Regions from separate parts of the Gossypium hirsutum genome. Here regions 1 and 2 are each linked to region 3. A link is a contact called in public Hi-C data. All regions are on one chromosome and are shown on one strand. The core of a region is the stretch at or near the end of the contact, and the rest is flanking DNA. Distances in the headings are between cores, read along the strand shown. Region 1 holds the start of LOC107920647 (probable serine/threonine-protein kinase PBL3). Region 2 holds the start of LOC107920074 (transcription factor MYB88). Region 3 holds the start of LOC107920479 (pentatricopeptide repeat-containing protein At1g26900, mitochondrial).

Region 1 (2,700 bases), core at 63-2,562, 490 kb before region 3:
GGTAGATGATATCCTCAATACATGGTGATGGGGAAGTCACAATTGACCTAGTTAACCAAACAAGGTTTGACACATACATCCCTATTTTAAAATCCTGTAACAATGGTTAAGGTAAAAAAAAACCAAAGATTGCATAGCTCATTGCACTCCAAGCAAGCACCTATTGTTCTTTGTGCATTTCCTTCAAAACATAAATTTGTAGTGTATTTTCTACCCACTAGAACCCTGCATATTCATGTCCACATGAATACTCTAAACATTAAAAACAAAAACTTAGCAAGTCAATCTTACACTTCCTTTTAGTTTGCACGTCGAAACTCATTAAACTTCAGTGAAAATGAAAACAGAAAGAGCACCATTTTCAAGTGAACTACATCTATTCACCGGCACAAATCCTCATACTCAACTCAAGAAATTGAAGAACAGTCTCAAGAATCTAGCTTTGAGCAGCTCTCTATACCTTGAAACAGAACTAAAAACCCATGGACAACAATAACAGAAATGATAAAATGAATGTAATCATTAGCGATAAGCTTTCACAAGGACAAAAACAAATTAACACTAAAGGAATATACCCAAAAAAAGAAAGTCAAAACCAACATAAAAAGTTAAACCTTTAGAGCTAAAAAGACATAAAAATAATCTTCAGAAAACAATAACCCACCAAAACAACAAATACCCTTTTACAGGAAATAAATGGTTACCTGAAGTTGCATGGGGGCTTTGGCTGGAATCCACTCTAGTAGAAGAAAATAAACAGTTGCCCATTAGAGATAAACTAATGCTTCTTCACTCAAGTAAGCAAAAATATTCCTTTTTGTTTTATAGGACTAACAATTCAACAAGTCATAGTAATTTCTGAAGTCCTAAAAGAAGACAGGAAGCCGAAAAAAACAGCTCTCCTTAGCTCTGGGTTGTTTGGTGGGTCAGTCAAACTGCAAAGTTTAGATAATGTGAAGCTCTAAATGGGAAAATAAAAACAAGAAGAAAATGAAAGAAAACAGAGACAAAGGAAAGCAGAGAGAAAGAAAGTGGAAGCTTTGGGTGTTTTTTATTTGTGTCGATAGAGAGAGGAATCACAACAACCGCGTGAGAGGGGCTGAGGGGGGGACTTGGCCTTATCTATGACGCGTGCATCACACAAAGGGTTGGTATTGTTGGCAAGCATGTATGCTCTTCCTCAATGGCGACCCTTTCTTTTATATATGTACAAGTCCTTCAATGCCCAGAGAATCCATTCTTTTTTGTGTAATGACTGAATTCTCCTTTCTTTGATGTACAAGTCCACACATGCTTTTTATGGCTTTACGACTCAACCTCAAATGATGTCTCCTTTTCTTTTAATTATGTATTTTCTTTTCTGAATTATCCCAATTGATCGGATTTTTAGGTATAACTATGGTTTTAGTCCTTGTTTTGGGTAAACTACATTAGAAGTCACTCAACAATGGTTTTTTTCTTTTTTGTTTACCCAGTTATGAAAAATTACAAAATGGCCACTCAACTATTAATAAATTTCTTTCAAGTCACCCAACAATCTTGAATTTTTTAGTGTTTCCATTTTTACGTTAACCAATTGATGATCAAAAAAGATAAATTGAATAGTTGGGTGACAAAAGAAATTTACTAATAATCGGGTGACCATTTTGTAACTTTTAGTTAGATGACAAAAAAAACTATAGTTAAGTGACCTCTAACATAATTTACCCTTTTTTATTTGGTTAAATTTTGATATTTAATTTATTTATATTAATTTGGTATGATTTGATATATCTGTTTTATAATGTTATTAATTAGCGTAAAGTGTTATCTCGGCGTAATTTTTCAATTTAAACTTATCTTTAAATTATTAGTAAGTTTATATTTTAGTTACTTAATTTCGAAAAAATTTTCATATAAGTCACTGGGTTGTTAAAATTGCTTATGTATGGCCTTCTCTATCCACACCGCTTGCACCAACCAAAAGCTCTTATTCTCATTCTCTTTCTCTTCTACAGTTTTTATTTTTTCTCATGAAACCACTAAACATCATGAATCTGCACATGAAAACCCAAACAGCTTTCTTCTGATCTCTGACACTAACTGTCAAATTGACTTAGATCTAAGTTATATTATTCTACTTATTGGTGGGTGCTAATTCATTGTACCGATTTTCAAAATTTTCAAATAGTTTAATGATTATATTGTAACTTTTTAAAGTTGAGTGACCAAAACTTAAACTCATTAATAAATTAATGACATTGGCTGTAATTTACCCCTTTTAAAAAAACAAATGTATTTTATTAATATGTAAACTTATTTTTTATTAAACATCATTGAGTAGTGAACAGTGATAAGTGAAAAAAATGGTTCGGCTTTAATTATGTAATCGAATAACAATAAAAAATAAAAGTTAGCATTATCATTTTAATAACAATATTTATAGGGTGGCGCCAATTGCTAGGGAAGCTAGCAGGGCCCTCGCCCCTTCCTAAAATATAAAATTTCACTTTTAGCCCTTTATATTTTACAAAATCTTAATTTAGTAAAAAATAAAATTAAACTTTGACCTTCAAAATAATAAAATTTTAATCTAATTTTTAAAAAATTATAAATATTTAAGCTATTAAATATATAAAATTGTATTCTAACTCCCATAAAAAAATAGAACTTAATTCTAGTCCCTAAATTTTTCTCTTATTTCACCCTTGAATATCTATT
Region 2 (2,700 bases), core at 93-2,592, 460 kb before region 3:
CTGCTACAACTGATCAATCGAAGTAGCAAATTTCCTCCAAATAAATCACCATTTAATAGTTTTTGAAAAAAAAAAAAAGAAGTCTGACCCCATTAACTTAAATGAAAGTAGACCATACAAAAATAGATTATCACCTCACATAAAAGCATATCTTCCTCTGGTGACCATCCTCCTTTCTTGAAATCTGAATTCAAGTATGTGTACCATCTGTGTTTGTTTTTTTTTTTTCATTAAAACAAACATATTATATCAGTTTTAAAGGATCAAATCACAAAAAATTGGATCAAAATGCAAAGATCATTATGATCAAAATTGATCATATCATGGTATTCAAACCAACCTCCTTCTGCACTGCCTTGTTGTTTTATCCTTGAATTTAGAGGCAATGATAGCCCAGCTGCATTCAAAGATTCAACCAAGATAAACAGAAAACATCAACAAAAACCAACCCCCTTGAATTTCCTTCATCACTAAAAATATAGCAAAGAGCTCACTTTTCAGTTCCATGTAAACTGATTTGTCCACGAAGGATATCATCTTCCTGCAACAACAATCCCCATTAAAGAACCCATTATCAAACCAATAAGAACTCCAACACATATCATGTCAATAAATCAACAAATAGATAAATAAATGAAAAAGAAAAGAAAAAAAGAAAACCTCTTGGGTCCATGTCACTATATGACGCTCCTTCTTCTTGGAATCTTCATTGCCACCATTCTTCTTCCTTGTTTCCTGCATTTTTTTTAAAACTTTGTTTTTGCCTTCACTTATCTCTTATTGACGCTCCCTTGCCCTTTTATTAAAAAACCCAAGTGGCATATGCTAAAAAGGCAGCCCCTTTCTCACCCCTTTATTAAAAGAAAAAAGGGGGAAAAAAACACACTTAAATCCCTGGAAAAGGAACCAACACTTCCACCATTTCCCTCTCTTTTTTCTTTTCTTTGATGTTTTTTTCTTTCACAACACAGCTTACAGTTGGGTTCAAATGGAATCCATATTACTCTCAAGAACTCTATGCTTTGCTTGTCCCCCTCTCCTACACCATTCCTCGGATTCTAACTTTTTCCATATATATTTGGGAAATACCACCCCGCAATTTAAATGCTAATTAAAGCTTGGATTTTTTTATTCAAAATTACATTTATATACGTATAATTGAAAAAACAAACGGGGTAGATCTAAAATGGAGAAAGGATTGAAACTTTGATGAGAAAATAAGGGAAAAAATGAAGACTGACTGATGAAAATTATTTTGGGTTTCTTTCAAAGAACGAAACTTTTTTGTTTTTTGTTTTTTAATACTTTCTCTTTCTTTCAAGGCGTTTGGATTTTGATTTTCTTAATTAAAAAAAAAAGGGGGTTAAAAATATTAATTTAAATCAACGGATTCTTGCTTTAGTGCGCGGGTATGAAGGGAGAGTTTGAAAATTATTTTAAAAATTAAAAAAATTTAAAAGCAAATCCATAAATAAATAACGCTGAATTTCATGATATTGGCTGTGCTTTTAATGAATGCTTCGCAGACTAAGCCCACTGTGCTCTCTCCACGCAATCCCCATTTTTTTTTTTTATTATCTCCCTTAAATATTAACTCGAATTTGAGATAAAAATATTTAAAATATGTTCATCAAAATTGAAAGCATATGTATGTAGTGCATGGATAGGGTTTCTTTTTCAACCTTTCAAATTCAATTTTCTATATAATAAATACATAATCACTTCAATTTAATACTCGGGCTAAAAGTTAAGCTGATAGAAGTATTCTAATACCTTTTTGAAATTTTAGATGAATTTAAAATCTTCACCGCAATTGGAGAATATATAGTGCAAATATCTTATGATTTATAAGTAAATATAAATGAGTTTTTGTAAATGAATACTTAATTATTTAAAAACTATATATATATAATTATTGAAATATATACACATTTTCAACTAGTAGATATCCAATTAATTTATTTAATGTTTTTAGACCAAAAAGTTTACAACAATATAAAACAAAATGCCACATGCATATATATATATATATATATATAACACCTAAAGTAAACTGGGGTTAGTTGCTTTCATTCAATAGATTTTGTCACTTCTCTTCATGTGAAGCAGATAAAAATATTTAGGTTTTAGAGGGAAAGATACAAAAATTGTAAATCAAAATATACGAAACTACACTCTTCAAATAGGAAACTTCTCTTTTGCTCATTGTTTTGGAAGGTTATAAAAACCACAATAAATATCTTTTGTCTTTTTATAAAGAAGAAAATTGTATGATTTTACCATGAATCACCCTTTTAGATCACGTTTTATAATTTTTCATCTTACAATATGATCAGGAAAAAAAATATGAAATTGGTAATTCAACTCCAACTGTTTTAGATAGTTGTTATATTTGAGATGTTGGTAATTTATTGAATGGTATTTATAGGTTGTGCTGAGTATAATAATGATATCTAGCCTATTAATGAAGATTATATCACTTGGAGAAGTATATTTTGGAGATCGGATCGAATCAAATCACCCTATTTAATACTTTGGATCGTGGATATTGGATTGGATTGGAACACTACATTCTTAACTACCAAAAGTTCATGTTTACATTGTTCATTGCTATTATATTGTATTTCAGCTTATTCTATTAATGTTGTTTAATAGGGATTTATATAGATCTTTTTTATGTTAGCAAGTCTCAAAATGTTC
Region 3 (2,700 bases), core at 195-2,694:
GGAACTAAATAGTATACCAAAAAATTTTCAAATAAAGATGTTATTGGAAATAAATGAAAATTAGGAAAGATGATATTAGTACATAAAATGATGAAACTTCATTTTTTGTTTGAGGAATATTTCAATTTATTTATCACATGCACTCCCATGTGCTGGACTAACTTAAAATTCTTTATTGTGTTTAATGTCAGGAGTCAAATGTGTGTAAACTTAGTATGCAAAATTTCAAAATATCAATATTGTTGTTTTGTTCCATTGCAAGCTGCTTCCAAAATGTATTCGCATGCCAAACACTCAATCTTTCCCATTGGTAACAACGAGTGTTCATATTTCATATATTTTAGATTCTTATGTTTAATATTTTGTTCGATTTTTAAATGAAATATCACTTATCATTGTACATGTTTCGCCTTTTTTTTATGTTTAATTGTGCTTTATTTTTATAAGATTTCAATAGTTGATATTTAATTAGAGACTTGAACCAGATTTATAGAAGCTTAAGGCTCAGTTTTGAAGTTGATTAGAAGTTAAAACGAGGATAAGAGACAAATGGGATGAGGCGTAGCTGAAACCAAGTGACTCGAGAGAGCCTAATGCCCTTTACCGAGCATGGCACCCCAACACGCAAGAATCGACACTCCAACGCCACACATCGACGCCACAGCATGCGACCAGTCGAGCCCCCATCTTTGTATCCCATGCGCCCCAGCGTCATACCCTTGGCTACCCAACATAGGCTCTACTGCCTTGATGAAATCCTCCACATTCTATTCGAGTTTAGAGGGCATTTTGGTCTTTTAAGAGTTTTATGATCCCAAGCAAGCTTCTGTAACTTATCTTAGGTTAATTAGACAATATAAATGTTATATTTTTTGAGGGAGTTAGGGTTTTTGCTAGTTTTTCTTACTTTATAGTATCTTCTGTTTATTGCATTTTTCTAACTATATGGCTTCCTAAACTCCCTTTTCTAGTTAAAGGTTAGTTAAAAGTTTGATTTAATAAATTTATGAGACTTAATTTAGGCTTTAATCCCTTTTTATTCTTTAATATTCACACATCTTTTGTTATAATTACAAGTGTTTAAATTTGTTAAATATCTAGCTAGTATTTGATATTTAGAACGATTTTCTTATCAATTAGACTAAATAAATTTATAATTGTTTATTTTATTCTAATACTAGTGACAAACTGCATAAATTGTTTATGTCATAGTTTATGATTACGTGGTGTGGATGTGCGATATAGCTTAATAAATCCCGTTGAGATGAGTTTGTTAGTTAGAATTAAGTCTTTTTAATTTTTAATATAATCAGTAAGTTAAATATTGGGCGTTCAGTTATAAGATTGTTTATTGGTTAGAGAGTAATTTTAAATCAATTGTCTCTTGGTTATCAAACAAGGACAGATTGATTGTCTATGCCGACAAACCAATCTCTCGTTTGCATTAATAAACCAATCGATTGTCGGCTAAGATGGCCAGGCTTGGACTTGGGCCTAAGCCCAGCTCATGAATGCAAGTCAACAACACCGTAACATGGTAACTATGGAAAAGTTGTCTGCCAAAGAACCCTGAAGCAGTGAACCTGTCGTTCGAAAAAAAAAAAAAAACTGTCTAACGAACTTAGCCGATGCTATTCAAACCTTCAAACTTTGGCCCAAATCCTTCAACCATCGTTTCCATATTAAAATCATGCAAGCAAATTACTGAAATCTCTCAAATTCATGGCTGTATCATTAAAACTGGACTTGATAATGACCCTTTCATAATAAGCAAGCTTCTTCTTTCTTCTTCACTGCAAGATATAAAATATGCAGCCTCCGTCTTCAAGCAAATTGACAACCCAAATCTCTTCATGTACAATTGCATCCTTAGAGGCTTTTCCATTAGCAATAACCCAAAACAAGCTTTTAGTGTTTTCAATAACTTGAGGGCTAAAGATGGGATTTTTCTGGACCAGTTCTCTTTCATTACTACGCTTAAAGCATGTGGCCGTGAGTTGGCAATTTTTAACGGTCAAATGATTCATGGGTTGGCTTTGAGATCTGGGCATTTGTTTTTCATCAATGTTAAGAATACCCTTTTGCATGTTTACAGTGTATGTGGAAGAATGTTCGATGCTCATAACTTGTTCGATGAAAGTCCTGAAAGGAACGATGTCGTTTCGTGGAACACTTTGATGGGTGGGTATCTTGATGTTTCTAAACCTGATACTGTCATAGGTTTGTTCAGACAAATGCGTTGGAATTGTTTGACAATGAGTGTCACTACGTTTTTGACTGTTCTATTGACTATGGGTGAAGTACGGGATTCACTTGGGGGAGAGTCAATTCACGGGCATTGTTTGAAACTTGGGTTTTGTTTTGACTCTAATCTGGTATCTGCTTTAACCGATATGTATGCGAAAACTGGGAATGTTTATTTAGGGCGTAGGGCTTTCGATGATGTTGTAGCAAAGGATGTTGTACTCTGGAATTGTATGATCAGCAAGTATGCTGAAAATGGCCTGCTTGAAGAGTCTTTAGCTTTACTACGTCTCATGAAAGTTATGCAAGTAAAGCCTAATTCGACTACATTGGTATCTTTGCTTTCAGCTTGTGCTGCCTCCGGAGCTATAAATATAGGACTCTGCATAGGTAATTATGTGGAAGAGGAAGGAATGCCACTGGATGCGGTTATCGGGACGGCTCTCGTCGATATGT

What was found. A called contact is a pair of places that touch in the nucleus more often than the background predicts.
Region 1: a Hi-C map of leaf shows a contact between it and region 3, with 2.4 times the contacts expected there. The contact joins the promoter of LOC107920647 here to the promoter of LOC107920479 in region 3. A contact is called at or near these places in 2 of 34 Hi-C or Micro-C datasets (both in leaf).
Region 2: a Hi-C map of leaf shows a contact between it and region 3, with 2.7 times the contacts expected there. The contact joins the promoter of LOC107920074 here to the promoter of LOC107920479 in region 3. A contact is called at or near these places in 4 of 34 Hi-C or Micro-C datasets (callus and leaf).

The regions. Positions count from the first base shown.
Region 1 is chrD13:12,418,654-12,421,353 of Gossypium_hirsutum_v2.1, forward strand. It overlaps LOC107920647 (probable serine/threonine-protein kinase PBL3), which reads right to left and starts at 1,313. Exons shown (of 6, transcript XM_016850455.2): 1 at 705-1,313. The coding sequence starts at 768.
Region 2 is chrD13:12,454,504-12,457,203 of Gossypium_hirsutum_v2.1, forward strand. It overlaps LOC107920074 (transcription factor MYB88), which reads right to left and starts at 1,343. Exons shown (of 12, transcript XM_016849593.2): 1 at 661-1,343; 2 at 495-541; 3 at 341-397; 4 at 135-207. The coding sequence starts at 741.
Region 3 is chrD13:12,909,497-12,912,196 of Gossypium_hirsutum_v2.1, forward strand. LOC107920479 (pentatricopeptide repeat-containing protein At1g26900, mitochondrial) reads left to right here and starts at 1,445. Exons shown (of 1, transcript XM_016850213.2): 1 at 1,445-2,700. The coding sequence starts at 1,629.